Regions from separate parts of the Canis lupus genome. Here region 2 is linked to region 1. The links are chromatin contacts, called in public Hi-C maps. All regions are on one chromosome and are shown on one strand. The core of a region is the stretch at or near the end of the contact, and the rest is flanking DNA. Distances in the headings are between cores, read along the strand shown. Region 1 holds the start of LOC102152168 (normal mucosa of esophagus-specific gene 1 protein). Region 2 overlaps TSPAN17 (tetraspanin-17).

Region 1 (2,700 bases), core at 9-2,508:
TGCAGGGGTAGCCCTTCCCAGCTGAAACACACATAAAAATCAAGATGCTTAGTTATCCAATAAGAAGGGACCTGGGGACTACTGCTTTTGGCAGTAAATGTCCTTCTGAGGATGGATGGTGGGGTAAGGTTAGGTGGTTGGCCCTGAGGAGAATCCCAGAGGCCTCAATGCTCAGGGGGCACAGGGTGCCTATGTGCTTCCTGGGGTTGGGAAGCATCCTGCTGCATGCCCAGCATTGAACCTGGTCCAGAGTAGCTGTCTGCTGAGTAAATAAATGATTGACAGAACAAAGAGGTGACATTTGGTATAACTGTCTTTTCTACCTTGACTGTGCTAAGTGGTCTCATTAAGGATTCCCCTCACTGAGAAATCTCTGGGAAATTTCCACTCTCCTCGCGCTTGCAATAACCGTAATTAATGAGAATGCCTACTATGAAAATTAATCTGACTTTCTACCTTGGGGCTCACAGACACCCTTACTACCAGGGCTGATTCAATGACAAAGTGGTCTTTGTTCATGTGGTCTAGTAGAGAGCATGGGTCAGGAACCAAGATATGGTTGGAGCTGGACTCCTGGCTCTGCTTTCATGTGATCTTGGCTAAATCCCTTCCACTTTCTGATTCTCAGCTTTTCTCAACTATAAGCCAATTACACCATAACTTATAACCATAACACTTATAATAATAAAAAGCATATTATTAACCAAGTACCTGATATAGGCCATGTATGCTATATAATTTTGTCTGGCCCCCATGACAATCTTGTGAGAATCATTACCATTATTTTATAGATGAGGAAAATAAGGCATAGTCACATGCCTAAGAACACAGAGTTAGGAAGTGACAAACTTAGGCTTGACAGGCCATAAAGGGTGTACTTATTCTAGCATGCCAAACATTAGCTATACAAAAAAGGCAGCTGTACACATAACTTTAAGAGCTGTCTAGTTCTGATACTTTTCTAATCATCTGCCATCCTAAAGTTTCACAATTCTGGAGTGAGATCACCTCGGCTCAAATCCCAGCTCTATCATTTCTTACCTGTAGGACCACAGGCCAGTTACTTAACCTCTCTGAGATTTGGTTTCCTCATTTGTAAAAGTGGGGCTTCTCTGAGACTCAGGTTCCTTACCTATAAAATGAGGTTAATATTAGTATCAACCTCATAAGGTTATTGTAATGATTTAAGTAAAAGCATTTGACACATAGGAAGTGCTCAACAAATGAGAGCTTTAATCACTAATATAATTTTACTCTTATGGGTTCAGTGCATAAAGAGGTGAGAGTATCTTTTTTTTTTTTTTTTTTTTGAGAGTATCTTTTAAATAGCCTTCCAACACAGCTGTTGCTACTGTGAACACCAATGATCTCTATTCTAATACGCTAGCCAATGCTCCCAGTGACATTTGTTTCCTTTGTATCTTCGGGTATTTCCCAGAAGATATATCCTTAAAAAAACTTAAGGGGAAAATTACTGCAATCAGAATTCAGGTCCTTTTTAGACATTTATGGCCAGGATTTCCAGAAGGCTTAATCTTAGACCCTCAGCTCTTCTCTCTCTAAACTCTCTAAGGGGTCTCATTCATTCCCCTGACTTCAATTACCACCTAAAACATATGAAATTACCAATATTTAACAGTTTCTGACCTACTAAATGGAAGTATGTCTAACCTAGAACTCCCCTGAGGTCTAGACCTATATATCCAACTGTCTACTTGGATATCTCATGGGCATCTTAAACTCAAGCTGACGAAACCTAGTTATCTATCTGGTTGCCTAATTTTGACTAGTCCCTTTCCTTTACTTCCCACATTTTTTTTTTTTTTTTTTGGTAAAGATTTTATTTATATGTAATCTCTACACCCAACATGGGGCTTGAACTCACAACTCTGAGATCAAGAATTTCACACTCTACTGACAGCCAGCCCTTACCTCCTACATTTGATGGCCAAATCCTGACAATTCTACTTCCAAATAACTCTTGAATCCATCTACTTCTGTCTATCTTCTCCACTGCTATCTTAATCCAAGCTCTTCTCCAGTATGAAATTACTACAATATCCCCATTGCTGGGGTCTTCCCACCCTTCTTCCTCCCTGTTCCAAAACATTCTCCACTTTGTAAGCAGAATAATCTAGTAATGCTTAAACTTAAACTGTCAGTGGCTTCCCAACACTCTTAGGATAAAGGATCAAAACCTTAACATGATCAACACCATGACTGGATAATCTCCCCAGGATAATTTTGCCCAACACTATAATCCTTATGCTCTGGGAAGTCTTCATTGATCCTTGCTCCCCTATCTTAGTTTATTCCATTTATTTCATTTCTTTTTTTTTTTCCCAAAAGATTTGTATATTTATTTTAGAGAGAGAGAGCATGCACATACATGTGTGCACAAGCAGAGTGGGGGACAGGCAGAGGGAGAATGAGGGAAAGAATCCCAAGCAGACACCCCACTGAGCATGGAGCCAGATGTGGGGCTCAATTCCAGGACCCTGAGATCATGACCTGAGCAGAAATCAAGAACTGGTTGCTTAACCAACTGAGCCACCCAGGGGCCCCCCACTTTTTATTTATTATTTTTTTAAAAAGATTTTATTTATTTATTCATGAGAGACACTGAGAGAGAGGCAGAGGCATAGGCAGTGGGAGAAGCAGGCTCCCTCTGGGGAGCCTGATGTGGGACTTGATCCCAGG
Region 2 (2,700 bases), core at 12-2,511, 410 kb after region 1:
TTATTTTCTTCATAGCATATATTGCTAGCACAAATGTTGATGTGCCTACCTGTTTTTATCTCCTGCACAGGAGTACAGCACTGGAGCCAGGACCATTTCTCTACATCCTCACACCTAAGCAGGTACTCAACTCAACTCACACTTGGGCTGTGACAGCTTACTGCCCCTCGTAAGTTGGCACTTCAAGTGTGCATGTTTCACCTTGATTCAGCAGAAGGGCAGGGTTGGTGCAGTGCAAGATGCCAAGAGGGGTCAGATCTGGGGGCCTCCTCTCAGCTGTGGGCTGTGGGCAACTCCCCCCGAACTCATTTCCTCATTGGGAAAATACTCTCCACCTCACAAGGTGTTGTGAGGTTTGGGAGGGAAAATGAAAGGTGAAAGCATTTAAAATCAGAAACCACAGGACACATGCACAATATTGTGAGCTGCATTTATTGTAGCATGGAGAAACCAGCCATAGCCTATCTTTCAGAGACCCGAGGACACCACCCAGCCTGTGTCTGGGAGCCATGATGCTGGGCACCTGCCCCACACCCTGCCCAGCTGCAGGAGCTCCTAGCATTCCTGAATGGCAGAGTCGCCAGGGCCCCCATGGGTGACTGTCCCATAGAGATAATGATGGCACAGGGGCCCCTACCTCTTTTGTTTGGCTAGCAGGGTTTTAAATGTTTTTTTATTAGTTGCCAACAACTTAAAAATCAGAATACTTCACATAAAAATCTAGCTTTTTTGTCCTCTCCACATTTCTTGCATTAGACCTACCTATGTTCTATGTTCCCGCTTTACAGCGATTAGCTACAGCTGAATGACAGCTGCCAGTTTCAGGTGGAAATCTGTGCTTTGCCACCATCCCCACCACACCTTATTGTCACTCAAGGCCAGTTGCCATTAGCGACTCAGACTCAATCATGCAAGTATTTCTTATCACAAAGCAATGACTCTGTGTCCCATCTCCAGTAATAGTGGGAAAAATCAAAGTTGCACTGCAGAGGCCTCACAACTCAAAGGCCTACTTTATTTTTATAACCCACCCAGCACTGAGGGCATCTAAGTTAGAGATCTGCTGTGCACTTAGCCCAAACCTCTCCTTTCATCCACAAATGCTCACTCCACATATACCTCTTTGTGCAGATCTGAGAACAGCAGCCAGACTTCCCAAATCTGAGCCAGTCTTCCCCTTTAGAAGTTTGTAAATTCCCTGAAACCCAAAGAACTAGCAAGCAGGGTGGACTCACCCAGCACAGGGCTGTACCCCGTGGAGTTGCCCTAGGAAAAAAACCAGACCCAGGTAATGCTGTGCTGGTGCGCCCTCTGGTGTCCAGGAGACAACTCTACAGGCCATCCTGAAGATTTTGAACTGGATTCCAAGTGAGCCTTGGAGTCAACCATCAACAGCCCCCAAATCTGGGTCCCCCTATCCTTGAGGGTGCCAAGCTCAGGCTTCCAGCTACCTCCTTCCCAAATCCTTCCTGACCTCCATCCCACCCCTCAACCATTCTCCTGAGTATGCTGGCACCCATCTCAGCCCCCAGGAGGACCAGACTCTTCCCAGGCTATGGCCTCTTCCAGGCAGGCTCCAGCCTCTCCCCCTTCTTCACATTCCCATGCTTGGATCTTGGCCTGGCCCACATTAGGCTTGCAGCATTTGCAGGAAGAACTTTGCAGAGGTGGAGGAAGCCGACTCCCAGCCTACAGGATCAGGCAGGGCACTTAGGTGAGCAGAACGGGCCAGGTTCTCAGAGAACGGGAAGCACATGTCCCAGGAGATGATGACACTGAACAGCCCCTGTGGCCACATGGCCATTCTTCACAAGATGCTGGGGATCTGGATCTGGACTTCTACGTGAAATATACCAAGTTTTAAAGGTTGGCTCAAATGTATACACTATCCAGGCCAAGAAAACATGTTGGCAGGGTGGGTCCAGGCTGGGGCCTCAGATGGACAGCAATGCTGAGGCCCCGCAGCTGATAGAACCTCTGAGATGGTGGGCGTAAGCCAGTGGTTTTCAAGGTTTTGTTTATTTGAGTAGTTTGTAGCCATCATCATGTTTGATCCTGGGAGGCAAGCGAGGGAGAGAAAATTCTTGGACCCATTTTCAAGTCTGAGACACTGAGGCCACAGGGGGCTTCTGGCAGGGTCAAGGTCATAGCTAGTAGAGAAGACAGCTCTGAAGCTGCATGAGGCTGTGTCCCAGGCAACAGCAAGCCCCAAGCCTGCCCTAACAGCCACATGCACAGAGAGGTGTGTCCCAGCTTGAGCAGGGACACAGCAGCCCCCTACCACCCCACCTGGTCCACACATACCCTCTTAGCTGTGCCATTCCTAGGCCCCTGGAGAGCCCACCACCCACAACAGCCAAGACAGTGGTTCCCTGTGCACACTCACAGAAACACACCCGCTCCCTGCATATAGCTCCAGGACAGGCAGCAGCACACAGATTTCTCCATGGGCACACAGCACACCCACACTCAAGCCCCATAGGGAGCTCAGGTCTAAGCAGAAACACCCACAGCCTTGCCCATCACAGGTACAGTGGCACGGGAGAGGGGGTCCCTGGGTAGGCCAGGCAGGTGGCCATGGCCAATGTGGCAGCCTCACCAGTTGGCCTTCACTGCCTTGATGTCACTCACAAGATTCTGGGCCAGGCAGATACCAAAGATCTGTAAGACACAGAAGCAAAGTGAGGGAAGATGTGCTGG

What was found. A called contact is a pair of places that touch in the nucleus more often than the background predicts.
Region 2: a contact with region 1 is called in a Hi-C map of blood, with 4 times the contacts expected there. The contact joins the enhancer-like site here to the promoter of LOC102152168 in region 1. A contact is called at or near these places in 3 of 9 Hi-C or Micro-C datasets (amygdala and blood).

What each region holds. Positions count from the first base shown.
Region 1 is chr4:37,161,229-37,163,928 of UU_Cfam_GSD_1.0, forward strand. LOC102152168 (normal mucosa of esophagus-specific gene 1 protein) reads left to right here and starts at 1,259. Exons shown (of 2, transcript XM_038533759.1): 1 at 1,259-1,279. The coding sequence starts at 1,259. ZNF346 (zinc finger protein 346) reads right to left here. Exons shown (of 6, transcript XM_038534673.1): 5 at 1-21.
Region 2 is chr4:37,571,225-37,573,924 of UU_Cfam_GSD_1.0, forward strand. It overlaps TSPAN17 (tetraspanin-17), which reads right to left. Exons shown (of 9, transcript XM_038534688.1): 8 at 2,599-2,661; 9 at 414-2,023. The coding sequence ends at 1,886. Among named protein-coding and RNA genes, the nearest start is that of TSPAN17, 9.6 kb to the right of the region's middle. Within about 2 kb of position 1,262, at least 1 of the 20 cell types and tissues checked has an H3K27ac peak or open chromatin away from gene starts, as enhancers often do. A contact at or near this core is called in blood, where this site is marked.